Regions from separate parts of the Neogale vison genome. Here region 2 is linked to region 1. The links are chromatin contacts, called in public Hi-C maps. All regions are on one chromosome and are shown on one strand. Each heading gives the region's core, a stretch centred on a gene start, on an enhancer-like site or on the middle of the called end of the contact. The rest is flanking DNA. Distances are from core to core; before and after follow the strand shown.

Region 1 (7,494 bases), core at 2,063-4,562:
GAAGCAACTAAGGTTTAGTCAGAGGTTCATTTGGGGTGGTTTTTTTCAAAGAGTTAGGGTGGCTCAAGGTAGCTGGGAGGGGGCAGTGGCACCATTTAGCTCCTTCATGGACACTCCGGCCAGACACAGGGCAGTTGTGTCAAGTGCACATACGCTGTGAGGTGACGGGGGCACAGGCACAGAGCGGGCACTGCCCTGAGTCCACACCAGCACTACTGAGCTTTAACTAAAAGCCAATCGGTTTACTCACACCACCGTGACACGTATTAGTTATCTATCAGTGCCTACAAATTACCCAAAACTTAGTGGCTTGAAAACAACAAAACTTAGTACCTCACAGTGTCTTCAAGTCCGAAATCTGGGTGCTGCTTCCCGGGCCCCAGCTCAGGGTTTGCTCGGGCTGTGGGTATCTTGAGGCTCCACAGGGGTGGGTCTGATGCCAAGCTCATTCATATGGTGGTTGGCACAATTCAGTCCCTCACTGACTGTTGGACCAAGGGCCTCAGTTCCTCAGGAAATTTTACAGTAACAGAAAATGAACACAGGCTCTATGGAACAGAAGAAAAATGGGCAACAGATATGCTTTAATATGGGTAATTTGCTTATTTTTAAATTAAGCACATTAAAAAGGCAAAACTTGATTCATAAAATAATCTTCTTAAGGAGAAAACGCTATGGCTACTTCCTTGGCTGAACAGGGAGCCTGATATGGGGCCTGATCTCAGCATCCTGGGATCATGACCTGAGCCGAAGGGAGATGCTTAACCGACTGAGCCACCCTGGCACCCCTGTGGAATAGGTTCTTGATTTGGGGTTAGGTGCTCTATGTTAGGTCATTTAGAGTCTGTCTTTCGTTAGCAGTTGTCAGTTTGTTAACACTTGACTGGGAATTTGATTCATCATGTAGCGGGTGAGAGCTCAGTGTCAGGGCTTGGCATCCTTCCTCTCACCTTCTGAAATGCATCCTTTCAAATGGGCGCCCATCATGGGGCGCCTGGGTGGCTCAGTTGGTTAAGCAGCTGCCTTGAGCTCAGGTCATGATCCAGCATCCTGGAGTTGAGTCCTGCATCAGGCTCCTTGCTCGGCGGGGAGCCTCCTTCTCCCTCTGCCTCTGCTGCCACTCTGCCTGCCTGTGCTCTCTCTCTCTCTCAATCTCTCTGACAAATAAATAAATAAAATCGTAAAAAAAAAAACCACACCCAAGTATTTAAATAAAAAAAAATGGGGCGCTCATCTGAGAACCCAAAAGAAGCTGCCCAACCCCTAGCTGCCATCACGCAGCCTGCCTAAAGCAGTAAAGCATATTTGCCCTGGGAGTTCTTAAAGCATGTCTGCAGAACAAACATGCATCCCTGCTACATAGTCAAAGTAGTTTACTGATTGGACCCTAAACTTTCTATAGTAAAAAAAAACAGAATTTGGGGCGCCTGGGTGGCTCAGTGGGTTAAAGCCTCTGCCTTCGGCTCTGGTCATGATCCCAGGGTGCTGGGATAGAGCCCTGCATTGGGCTCTCTGCTCAGCAGGGAGCCAACTTCCCTTCCTCTCTCTTTGCCTGCCTCTCTGCTTACTTGTGATCTCTCTCTCTCTGTCCAATAAATGAATAAAATCTTTTAAAAAATTAAAAAAAAACCCCAGAATTTGTAATGTAAGACATTAAAGCCAAGGACCCCACAAATGGTCTATAAAACAATATTGCTTTAAGTGCAAGCAAGTACTGAAGTTAAAAGGTTTTTTTTGTAATTCAGCAAGAAAGATGGTGAGGGTGAGAATGGATTTTAATTAACCAGAATCCAGGTTTTGCTACTTAGGAATGGAAGACATAACAAAGCATAAACATTTCCTGAATATGTGGTGTGGGCCAGGTACTCTCTTAAATGACTCCCACTCAGATGGGGTCCCTGATACTCAGAGAAGTAGAGTGACTTGTCCAAATTCATAGAACTATTCACTGAAGTTTGAACTTTAGATATTTTGGCCCTTTTTTTGTTTGTTTGTTTAAGCTGTGCCTCCCCCTCCCCCCCGCCCTTGGCCTTGACATCATAAATTCATTCTTTGCTGGGATTAGGGAAGTTGTGTAGCCTGGGGAGTGAGCTGCCAAGGAAGGATGATGGAAAGCCCTGTCTTCCCAAATCATGAACTTCCTATCTGAGTGGCTCGTTTATGTCACTAGAAAGGGTAAGTGATGAATGGTAGCTCAAAGAAAAGCCACGCCAGTGTATCAACTAGAAAGTCAACTTTTATCAAGAGAAAAGTGGATTCTTCTCCAACTTATATACCAAGTGGACAACAGGAGAGAGTCCTAAAGGGCCAGAGGGTTAATTAACAGGCTGTTCAGAAGGTCACAGGGAGTGTAATCCGTAAGCTTTACCTGAGCCTAACTCCACGGAGAGAGATTGCCCCGTTACAGGGCACCTGGAGACCCACATCTTGGTACAGGACAGGTGTCATTTATAGTCAAGGCACTCAACTCCCTAAACTCCGTAAGTACCCTATTTTTCTTGCCTGAGTGTGGCCTCTTCAGTGTTTAGCTGAAGGAGCATATGATCCATTTCAAATTGAAATCCCCAAGGTGTGAGGCTGGCAGGCTAACTTTATAATTTAATCAAACCCGGAACTTTTTAGGGAAGCTGTAACCCACACAGCAGTAAAGACCCTAAGAATTTGCGGGAGTGACGTGGGGTGTGTACCCAGAGAAGCTCAGAGTCCATCCAGGATTTACTAGAAAGCACTATTTAGAGAGAAAGCCGAGAATCCAGGGCGTGGCTCAGGATCAGGGAATCAGAGCGCGGCGTAAACCCGAGGCCACGCTTAAATGCAGATTCCTCGGCCCTACTTCGGACTGCAGAGGATCTGAGGTCGGGCTCCTTAGGTGAATGTGATGCCACCAGCCCACGTAGGAATATTTGGGAACCACCGATGGGCTGCCGGTCCGTTATCAAGTTTGCAGAGAAAGAGTAAGACAAGACCTTATAGAGACCGTTGTGAGCCTCTTGCAGGAGAGGAGAGTACAAAAGACTAGCTTTGGGGACGTCCTCTGGTTCAGAGGGTCCGGCGGCCTCAAAGGGTCCGGAAGGCAGTTTACTCAGGCGCAGCAGGCCGAGGAGCGGGCGGAGGTGGGAAAACACCATCGAGATCAGCAGTCAGGGAGGAGCGAGAGCCGACTCAGTGCTGGTTTCTAAGCACACCCGTACAGAGGGTCCTAGAGCCGAGCCCGAAGCCCGGCGACCGGATTACGGTTTCCCTCCCGGCGTACACCACCTTCGGCGGGGGCGGGGGGAGGATGAGCAGGTCGACGCCGTGACGTCACTGGCCGGGGCGCCGGGGGAAGTGACGTAGAGGCGGTGAGGCCTGAGCAGTTCTCTCGGGATGCGGGCTGGCATGTCGGCTCTGACGCGCCTGGCGCCTTTCGTTCGCGCTGGAGGCCGGTTGTTCAGAGGCCCCGGCTCGCCGGCGGCTGGAGGCAGTGGAGTTCGTCAGTGAGTGTTGGCTGGGGGAGGGTCCTCCCCTGCTTCTAACGGAAAACGCAGGTCTCCGGGACGCCTTCACCTTGACACCGGGCGCCTGGGGCGGGCCGGGAACCTGCAGAGACCTGCGCCCCGAGGCATGCTGGGACTTGGAGTCCGGCTCTGCAACCTCGAGGCTGGAGTGGGGTTGGGGGCTGGGCGGTGGGCTCGCTTGGCAGGTTTTTAACAGTGTCTCGGGCCACTCCGGCCGCAGGGGAGCCTGTCGTCGGGAAATCCAGTTGATCGTAGAGGAAAGCTGGAGCTCATTGGGAAGCGAGAGCGGGAGATGGGGATGAGAGGGCGTTCTGGCGGAGGAAGGAACTTGTACCTGTTTCCAAGCGGCAGGTGGGAGGCAAGGAGTGGCACGGAGGTGCCGCGGGAGACCTCTGTATTCTTTGTTAAAGCAGTCACAACAAAATCGAGCGGAAGGTATGGAGGTTTCCCATAACCCCCTGCCTCACAAGTGCATAGCTTCCCCCATTATCAACATTCCCCATGAGAGTGTAGAATTGATTGACACATTATCGGCCAAATCCCGGAGTTTGTATTAGGGCTCACTCTTGCAACACCAGAATTGAGAGGGAGCAAAAGAGGAGTCACCTGTGAAGTAGCCCAAAAATTCGACTGGAGAGCATAGTGCCGGGATGCCAAGGGAGGGCTCATCCGCCAAAAACAAATTGGTAGTGCAGAGAGATTCAGTAAGAGCAGGATGGACAGTAGAACGCTGAATTCTTACAGGTGATGTTCCAGGCCCCTTAGATCATCATCTACATTTTTTTCGAAGAGGCAGTGCAGGATCGCGGTTAAAAGCAGGATTCTGGCCCCAAACTGCCTCAATTCAAATTTCACCTCTGCCACACTCTAGCTCTTTCGCCTTGGAGAAGTTTCTTGATGATCTCTAATTGCCTCCCTTTTCTCACCCCCATGATGGGGATTATAATGTCAGTTTCCAGGGAGCTGAGTGAATGACAATTCTGTAAGGTATTTTAAGACAGCTGCTGCTGATGGGGCGCCTGGGTGGCTCAGTGAGTTGGGCCTCTGCCTTTGGCTCAGGTCATGATCTCAGGGTCCTGGGATCGAGTCCCCCCCTCCGGCTCTCTGCTCAGTGGGGAGCATGCTTTCACCTCTCTCTCTGCCTGCCTTTCTGCCTACTTGTGATTCATCTCTCTCTCTCTCTCTGTCAAATAAATAAATAAATAAATAATCTTAAAAAAAAAAAAAAAAAGACAGCTGCTGCTGCCTAGTAAGGACCTTACCAGTATTAACTGTTGTTACTAGGAAATGGAGACTCCAGAAGATTAAAGGAGTGACTTGCTTAAAGTCACATGTCTCTCAAAGCTGTGGAGCTGCGACAAGTTTGAGGTGGGAAGAAGGAAAAGGTCTGCATGACCTCAACAAAGACAGTGATGGAGAGCTCCCAGCCATAGCCCTTGACCTTGCATGGAAAAACTGGGGAGTGCCTCTCTTCACTGAGGTGTTGTTACTTCTGTAACACACCTTATTTTTATCACACACAGTTGTGTGAAAATAAAGTGCATAAGTATGGAGCATCTTCCGGATGCCAGGGGCCTTTCCAGGTTGTAGGGATGGAGCAGAATACAAGAGAGGTAAGGGAGCTTCCATCCCGGGGAGGACACAAGTAGAAGAGAACACGTGAAGGTACTGTTAAGAAATAAAGCAGGGGATTAATGTAGAGAGTGCCTGGGATGGGGGTGGATGGGGTCTTGTACTTAGGATGATGTGGCAATGCAGGCCGGATAGTGATTTGAACTAGGAACTCAGTGGTCCGTCAGCCAAACAAAGATAGAGACTGCAAGTGTCGAGGCTCTGAGTGCCGATGATGGACAGGCAAGCCAGTGAGAGTGGAATGGGCTGAGGAGAGGGAGCGTGAGGTCACGGGGAGGGATCGGGGCAGGTTAGTGACAGGCCTGTGGAGATTTTTTTTTTTTAAGATTTTATTTATTTATTTGACAGAGACAGCCGGAGAGGGAACACAAACAGGGAGTGGAAGAGGGAGAAGCAGGCTTCCCCCTGACTGGGGAGCCAGATGGGGGGCTCGATCCCAGGACCCCGGAATCACGACCCGAGCCAAAGGCAGACGCCTAATGACTGAGCCACCCCTGTGCCCCTCAAATAAATATATGTGGTCACTATTTTAAAAAAAAGATAACATATTACTCAGCCATTCAAAAAAAGTCTTGCCGTTGGCAACCACATGGATGGAGCTGGATAGTGTGAGGCTAAACAAAATAAGTCTGAGAAAAACACGATTTCACTCATAAGTGGAATTTAAGAAAACAAATCAGCAAAGGGTGGGGGGAAAAGAGGCAAATGAAGAAACAGACTCTTAACTTTGGAGAACACACTGATGGTTACCAGAGGGGAGGTGGTGGGGGCTGGGTGACAGAGGTGATGGGGATAAAGGAGGACATTTGCTGTGACGAGCACCAGGTGATGTGTGGAAATGTTGAGTCATTCTGTTGTACACTTGAAATTAATACTACACTATATTGTAACTAACTGGAATTTAAATGAAAACTTTAAAAAAACCACATACAACCCCCCCCCACACATACATATGAAAAAGTAAAAACCATCTCTTACACCATCCATAGCTAATTATCAATATTTTATGTAGAGCCTTCCAAATAAAAGTGTTAATATAGTGAATAAATATTTAACATAAGAATGAAACTATCATTTCAGTGTGGTATCATGCTGATGGCAATTCTAATTAAGAGCTGTGTCTTTGGTTCATAAAATGAAAAAATAGTATCGTTTATTTATAGGCAATATATAAGAGCTTAGGCTTTGCCTCCAAATAATACCCCAGTGTTTTCATTTGTAAACATTAAGAACCATAGGATCTGTCTCCTAGGGTTATGAAAATAAATGATAATGCATATAAAATGCTTCATCTAGTGTGCGGCACATGGTAAACACTCAGTAAATGATAACTGTTCATAACCTTTTAAGAGCAGGACGGGCAGATAAAAAGGGTAGGACGTAATATGTATCAGGGACCATAGATGTATTTGTGTTCACAGATCTACAGTACATTTGGGAGAAATGACAGTGTAGTTTTAGTAGTTTTTGCTGCACTAAAGAGCCCATTTTACAAGCTGTTCTTACCTGAAATGAAATTTTTTTAAAAAAAGATTTTATTTATTTATTGACAGAGACACAGCGAGAGAGGGAACACAAGCAGGGGGAGTGGGAGAGGGAGAAGCAGGCTTCCCGCTGAGCAGGGAGCCCGATACGGGGTTCTATCCCCATATGGGGCTCCATCCCAGGAACCTGAGCTGAAGGCAGATGCTTAACTGAGCCACCCAGGTGCCCCCTGAAATGCAATTTGTGAATACATTTCTATGGGAATTCTCTTTAAACTGTGTATTTTTGTATAGTAGAATATGTATAGCTGCTAAAGAGAACTTGACAGTAATGCCATTAAGTATGAATTATATTAAGTTAGATTCGATCAATAATAATTATAATCTAACTGAATAAAATGACTGCAGACCTCATGGATTGTGTCCCACAATTTGTCAACAGAATCTAAATGGAAAAAAAAAAAAAAAAAACCAAAACCAGAAAAAGTTGTTTGTACTTAACTGTTTAAGGCTCTTTGTTTTGTTCAGAACTATTAGCTTATTAAAAAGGATTTGCTGGTGTGCCTGGCTGCCTCAGTCGGTGGAGCATGCGAATTTTGATCTCTGTCGGGGTTATGAGTTGGAGCCCCACATTGGGTATAGAGATTGCTAAGAAAAAACAACAAACTTACCAAAAAAGTTTTGATGAGCCCTCTTTTCCATATAATATTCTTTATATTAATAAAGACGGGGACGCCTGGGTGGCTCAGTTGCTTAAGCAAGTGCCTTCGGCTCAGGTTATGATCCCAGCGTTCTGGGATCGACTCCCACATCGGGCTCCGTGCTCCGCAGGGAGCCTGCTTCTCCCTCTGCCTCTGCCTGCCTCTGCCTGCCTGTGCTCT
Region 2 (7,494 bases), core at 1,518-4,017, 200 kb after region 1:
TATGCTTTCCAATGATTGGCAAATTTAAACTTAAATTCATTAGTGTAGTGGTTCTCAAGCATTGATACATGAGAACTGCCCAGGAAGTGTGCCAAAATACTGAAACTTTCGGCACTCTCACCTACTGAATCAGAATCTTGAGTACAGAACTCAAAAACAATCTGGCCCTTTCAAATAAGATAGCAGAGACTGTACTTAACAAAAGACTTCTCTACATCATTGCAAACTGCTCTACTAAGTCTTAAAGTTCTCAATGTAAACAATGTTATAATCAGAGAATTACAATTTCATGACCCATACCCATTAATTTATCCATTCTTCTACTCTGTAACAGTCTTCAAAGTTACAATTCAACAAAACCACACATACACTACAGAGTAAAGCAAGCCCAGAGGCACCTGTGCCTGGTAAGACAAAGGCATATCCGATTCATGGAAAAAATAGACAGCAGATGTGACCCCTAGTATTTAGCTATTAAAAACAATGTATCCTAAAAATAAATTTCCATGTCAACGGAACAAAGCTGTTTATAAATAAGAAGGAATGTGGAGGTGTGGGGAAGACAAGAGGAAGCTTCAGCAAGTCAAGAACCAAAAGCCAGGAAACAAGGCCAAATGAATGGTAACGGGCGACTAGGAAATCAGAATAAACTAGGAAAAGGAAGAAGGGAAGAGCTCTATCCTTAGAATCCCAGAAGTTGGGGAAAATGAACAGATGTTAGAGGAAACTGATCCAAGCAAAAATGCAAACTAAAAATTAAGTGGAAAGCCGTGCAATTACGGAAGGAAAAAATGAAACAAGATGGGATCAGGAGGGAGACAAACCATAAGAGACTCTTAATCCCAGGAAACAAACTGAGGGTTGCTGGGGGGTTGAGGTGGGGTTGGGGGTAGGGATAGGGTGGCTGGATTATGGACATTGGGGAGGGTATGTCCTATGGTGAGTGCTGTGAAACGTGTAAGCCTGAAGATTCACAGACCTGTACCCCTGGGGCAAATAATACATTATATGTTAATTTTTTAAAAAGAAAAAAAGAAGATATGAAAACTTCAGGTCAAATGATGGTATAGAACACATGATGCTCATAGATGGAAGTGGTATAAGAGGCTGAAAAATTATTATTGTGAACAAACCAGAGCAAGCATATAGCATGAATTTCCAAAGTAAAGATGATGAAGCAGGAAAAGGAGCATTGCACAGACAAGAATGAGGCGTTGAGAATTGGGAAACCAAATGTAAGCAGTAGGAAGGAAAGAGAACTTTGAGCAAAGTCAACGGAATAACCCACGTTATCTAATCAATTACAAAGCACAGTTATTATACTAAATATTATCTCATAATTTGCAAAGTATAATAAAGTTGTTGTTTCATACAGTACAATGCCAAATACTAAATGGAATAAATTTTCCCTAAAAACCGAACGTAAGTAATTTGACAAAGTGGTAAGAGGCTCAATATTGCAAAAAACAGGCCGAGAGAAGGAGAAGCCAAAGCGGGAAAAGTGAAAGGTAAAAACTGGGACAAAAAGGAGGACAACAGAAAGAAATCAATCAAATCTATTTAAAAATGGGTAGGAAAAAATAAAGAGGTGTGAATACACAATGGAAGACTAACCAGAAAGTGTCTCTAAGGCAAATGAAACCTGATGGAATCCTGACAGCTTCAGGATTCAGAAAGTAAGGAAGGAGCTCCAAAGCGTCCAGACGGACTTGTAAAGATAATAGATAACAATGTTAGGGAGCAGAAGAATGATCCAGAGGACCTGAAGAGAACTAGGGTAAGAGAGGTGCAAAAATGGTTTTAAGTAGAAACTAAGGCTAGAAGGCTGGCAGGTCCGACAACCGGCAAAAGCGCGGAGCAGCAGATGGGAATGGGTTGGGGGGAGGATAACCACTCAGCGACAGAGCCCAGAACTGGGGGCCTGACACCGGGATAAAAAGGAGAACGGAAACAGTGGGATTTAAGGCTGAACAAGTAAAGGTTAAATCAAAACCAACCGCTGGGTAAAACAGGTGAAGAGACATCCCCCAAACAAGTGGAAAAGTGGAGGGGAGAGCAGCGGCCTGAAAAGGGGGACATCAGAGAGAGAGGAGGGGTATGATGCGCCCCATCACTCCCGTGACCATATAATAATTACAACAGCAACTCAAGCTGGGGTCCCGGCCCCGGCTACTAACCTACATCTTTTCATCTGGATGCCGCCACCCTCTCCTACCCCCCACCCCCAAAATAATGAAAACATCGAAGAGACGAGAGCCTGGCTACCTTCAGCCAGCCGTGACCTTCTCGGACCAACCCTGAGTCTCGCCCCCTACTGATAGCCTCCTGCTCAACCAATGCTGCCCGAATCCCCCAAGCTGGGGTGCGAGTCAGGGAAACCCCCCTGGGCCACTGTGTGTGTTTACGTAGCGAGGAGCTGCATGACGGATAGGAACAAGGCGGGGATGCCCATCTCCCACCCCGCAGAACCCAAAGAAGGATGTGGCTGAGGGCACCAGAGCCCCCACCGCCACCTCGTTCCCCCAAAAAACACCAGCCAGCCGAGCCCAAAGCTCGGAGGTGTGTAGGGTGCGCCGGCACTCACCTCCTCGGGAATGGCAGGGTCCGCAGCCGAAGAGGCCGCGGCGCCGGCGCCGGCCTCGGGCTCCATATCCCCGTTGAACAGAGCCTGGCCCTGCTCCGCGCCGCCGCCGCCGCCGCTCAGCGCCGCCATCTTATAACCGAGAGCCGGGGCCGGAGCGACCGCTGCTGGGCGGGGAGGGGGAAGGGAGGCGGAGGGCGGGGGGGCGGGGGGAGGCGGAGGCGGAGGGCGGGGGGCGGCGGGGAGGGGCGGCCGGGGCGGCGCCGGCGGCGGGAGGGCTCCTGGGCCACCTCAGGAACCGGCCCGCGGCCCCCGGCGCAGCCGAGCCTGAGGGGATTGGGGGAAGGACGCTAGGCGGGGGGCGGGGGAAGGGGGCGGAGACGACTAGAAGTCGCCGCGGCAACGGCGTCACCCCCGTGTCACGGCCGTGACGTCACCCGGGGTGCGTGACGTAATCGTAGGAGCGCCCTCGCGCCGTCGTCAGGGGAGGGTTCCTTCCCCTCCTGCCCACCGTCGCGCGCGCACGTTTCCTCGGCTCCGCGGTTTCCATGGCTCCGATTTCCTACTTCATTCTCTTCTCGGTCTTAAACCTGTTCTGTAATGTGGGATTTACTAGAAGAGCATGGGTGGTGTTGGAGGAGAAGTTAAAATCCTAGAGGGAGGAAGACGGGAAAGCCCATGCTACTTGTGTTTTTTCCATTACAGCGAATGTGTCATAAAAATAAGATTTGAAACCCCAAGGTGGAAACATTCAAGGAGAATTTCATAGAAATGTATTTAAGAGCAGCTAAATCATCAGAATGATTTTTGTATCCGTTTCATTAAAGGATCTGGCCTGTTAAAGAGGGTCTAAATGGAAGTCTAAAAGCTTATCCCCATCGTTGAGAAATAAAACGTTTTCTTTAAGTGTGTTTTTCATCTTCCAGTCATTCTGGAAATGGAAAACTTTCCATATGCTAGTGCCTGCACAAGGCACGGCATTCTAGACATCTGAAGCATCAAAACTTTAATAATTTTTATTTTCAAGATAATTATTCAAAACATTTTAAATACTAGGTGCCTCGCATGAACAGAATATTCCAAGGTGTTAGCTGTGCAAAATATGCATGAAAACAAGAGGGGGGTTCAGTTCCCTTTGTCAGGCCCAATTACAGAACGAAATTAAGGAAACCCAGTTCATTATTAAAAATATTTTTATCATAAAGGAAAAGGGAATATTCAGGGGGAAAAAATGAATGGAGAATAGAGGAAAGGAATATAATGGAAGTTACTGTGGGCTCCTGATGGTGTACAGTTTTAATCACCAAAGTAACATAAACATCAAGTCATGAGAAGCTTTGAGTGAACTACAGTTTTTACTTCCCATGTGGAGGGAAGTCACCAGTGACCTCCTTACAGTATTCACCATGATTAAAGAGATCGAAAGCTGTCCTATTGACTCCTGAAGCTGAATGTCTGCATATTGATAGAGTCACTGTGAATCCAGGTACTCTAGAGGTAAGGCATTGTGTGTGAGGCTGCTTGATTAATCAGAATACTAATATTTCTCTACAATGAAAAATGGAAAGTAGAGACTATCAAGTGGGCATGATAGATTTGTTAGCATTGTTGTACCTTTTTCTTCCAAGTAGAAAAGTCTCCTTGAAGAACTAAATATAAATCAAAAAGAGGTTTGGCCATAAGAGACTCTTAATCTCACAAAACAAACTGAGGGTTGCTGGGGGAGGGGGTAGGGAGAGGGGGCTGGGTTATGGACTTTGGGGAAGGTATCTGTTATAGTGAGTGCTATGAAGAGCGTAAACCTGGCGATTCACAGACCTGTACCCCTGGGGCTAATAATACATTGTATGTTAGTAAAAAAATTTTTTAAAAAGAGGTGTGGCAAAAGAAGAGTAAATGAAAATTATTGTAAGGGTTAATGTCATCAAGCTATACTAGTCTGAAGCACTCTTCTTTACTGTAAGGACATACTTCTAAAATGACCAAAATAGCACCATTAGCCAGTCGTGGCACCTTTTACCCTTGATTTTATCAAAAACAACTTGCAGCACTTTTATTTCAATGGTCCTATTTCATTTTTTTTAAATCAGACACTAAAAAATTATGTCATTATGATACTTCCTCATAACATTCAAAGTTCTAAGATTTGTTTTCATTGGTTCCATCTTAAATTATAATCTTATCAGCAACAATCTGTAGCTCATATCCTACATAGTTATTTCTCCATAGGATGACTGATCTCATCCATTTAATAGTGATTCTTCTTAGCTTCTATTCACTCAATATTTTCTGACCTTGTCTTTAAATTCTGGATATATCTTATTTGATTTCCCTAGGCTATTCTAAAGCCCCTACAGGATCCGGATGGGAAAATATGGAAAAGACATAAACTTTGGAATACAAAGATCAGTATCAACATGCCACATCTTGGCTGTATAATCTGAAAGAAGGTAAGTTCGAATCTATGTTTGTTGTTGTTGTCTTAATCTATAAAAAGAAGGTGGTAATAATGTCAGCCCAACCTGCCTAACTATATCATTGCAAAGATCAAACATAGATTTTCCTTTAACAAAATATGAATACCTTCTCAGTCAGAATTCAGACAAGGCATAGCAGAGATGGCTTGTCTCTGCTCCATGAAGTCTAGGATCCTTAGCTGGGAAGGCTCAGTGCCTGGAGGTGTCTCAGTGGATGGAGACTGGAATAATCTGGAGGCATATTTCCTCATATGCCCGGAGATTGAGGCTGGTACCTCACCTGGGGCAGTCAGCCACAATATCTAAGCATTCTTTCCTCACGTGGCTTGAGCTTCCTTATAGCATGATTGCTTCAAAATAGACTTCTTACAAGGCAGGTAAGGGCTCCAAATGCTAGTCTTCCTCTAAGCAAGGTGAAAGCTGTATTTCATTTTATGACTTAGCCTCCAGAATCACACAGTATCACTTCTGTTGCATTGTATTTATTTATTTATTTATTTATTTTTATCTTATTTTATTTGGGATATAGTAAGTCATTAAGTCTAGCCCAAATTCAAGGCAAAGGCGTATAGATCCTGACGGAAGAAGTGTCAAAGAACTTACAGTTGTATTTAATTTACAGACACGTTGTGTTTAGAATAAAGAAATAGCTATTCTAGAAATAGTTACTTATCCTCACCTTCTCCAGAGGGGATTCTATACTCAAATTCTCCTCCTTTTTATTATTGGGAATCAACAAGACCCATCTCAGTATAATAATGAAGAAGCCTTTACCTTCTTTCGTTAGCTTCTTACCACTGCATGCAAAAAACAAAACAAAAAATAAAAAATAAAAAAAATAAATGCAGGTCCTTGACCATAGAATACAGCCAGTCTTCTCTTGGGTACTTCATGCCCCTGCAAATCCCAGTGCTTCCATAGGCAGGATGCTGTGCTGAAACTCTCTACCCAAAAGTATAGTATTGTGTTCTTGGAGTGTGTAATGGGCCAAGCCAGTTTGTGATCTGCACAGAAACAGAAAAAAACACCTCCTTCTTGTGCTATGATGTATCATATGGGCATCAAATCAGTATTATCTTGCATTCTAAAGTTTTATAGTTTATTTTTTAATACATCTATTTTTTAAAAGATTTTACTTATTTATTGTCAGAGAAAGAGTACAAGCAGAGGGAGCAGCAGGCAGAAGGAGAAGTGGGTTCCCTGCTGAGCAAGGAGCCTGATGCAGTACTTCCAGGACCCTGGGATCACGACCTGAGCCAAAAAGCAAATGCTTAACTGACTGAGCCACCCAGCTATCCCATATGGACAGTTTAATCAATGCAGTTCTTTTAGGTTTTGTTCACAGTCCCCTTATGTCCTTAGGCATTCCTGTATTCACAGGAAGCTAAATACACATCTAGGTGAGGAGCATTCCTCAGATCTTTGCTCCAGTTAATGTCTGGGACACCAGGAAATCTTGCTCATCTATCTGACCCTCTTCCAGTTTATTTCTGACTTGTGTTTCTATCTTGAATCTTGCGTTCTAGTAGATACTGGATAGTCCCACTCATCATCTGGACCTGCCCAGTCAGGTCTGATCTACATTAATGTGGTCAACTCCTAGAAAACAAGTAAGCAGCTTCTAGGAAGCTTCTACAGCTCCAACCACATTCAGTGATATATAGCTGATTACAATTTAATGTTTTCTTTATGAATCAAGGTCATCATGGTGAATTACACATCTTGTATTAATAGAAGGCTATTCTCAGAAGCTATTTAGGTATGAATAGAAAATAAAATCATAGAGTTGATGCAGGGCAGCCTTCCTGCCGAGAGATACTTGGAATCTTCTCAGTGGAATTTCAGACTCTATCCAAATGTGATGGGGACCTCACTAAAATAGTACATTAAATGGTAACTTTTTTTTCTTGACATTGAATTGAAACCCTCCTCTTTAGGATATCTATATTCTGGTCTGTTTTGCCTTTAGAGGAACACAGGACAAGTCTATTTCTTATTCTGTGTAACTGCTTTCAAATATTTGAAGGGAGTTCTGTTTCCTTTAGCTCTTCCTCAAAGCATTTTCTCATCTTCCTGTGTACTATTCAATTTTCCTCTTAAAATGTGGTCCCAGAGCACCTCTGTGGCTCAGTCAGTTAAGCGTCCACGTTCAGCTCAGGTCATTATCTCAGAGTACAGGGATCAAGCCCTGCGTCTGGATCCCCGCTCAGCAGAGACTCTGTCCCTCATCCCTCTGCTGCTCCCTCTGCTTGTGCTCTCTCACTCTCTGTCAGAAAAATAAATAAAGTCTTTTAAAAAACAAACAAACAAAAAAACATGGTCCTTTGCTTTGAACACCATTTCAGATTTGCTCCAACTGATAAAGAATAGAATCTCTGATTGCAATAATCTAGGACCCATGCTTTTGTTAATAAAATTAAAAATCATACCAATACC

The links. Hi-C and Micro-C count contacts between places; a contact is called where the count stands out from the background.
Region 2: a contact with region 1 is called in a Hi-C map of fibroblasts, with 4 times the contacts expected there. The contact joins the promoter of BRAF here to the promoter of NDUFB2 in region 1. A contact is called at or near these places in 2 of 3 Hi-C or Micro-C datasets (fibroblasts and muscle).

The regions. Positions count from the first base shown.
Region 1 is chr4:217,971,028-217,978,521 of ASM_NN_V1, forward strand. It overlaps NDUFB2 (NADH dehydrogenase [ubiquinone] 1 beta subcomplex subunit 2, mitochondrial), which reads left to right and starts at 3,313. Exons shown (of 4, transcript XM_044246721.1): 1 at 3,313-3,476. The coding sequence starts at 3,367.
Region 2 is chr4:218,170,645-218,178,138 of ASM_NN_V1, forward strand. It overlaps BRAF (serine/threonine-protein kinase B-raf), which reads right to left and starts at 2,768. Exons shown (of 20, transcript XM_044246723.1): 1 at 2,585-2,768. The coding sequence starts at 2,713. LOC122904132 (a long non-coding RNA gene) reads left to right here and starts at 4,059. Exons shown (of 3, transcript XR_006384158.1): 1 at 4,059-4,078; 2 at 4,918-5,031.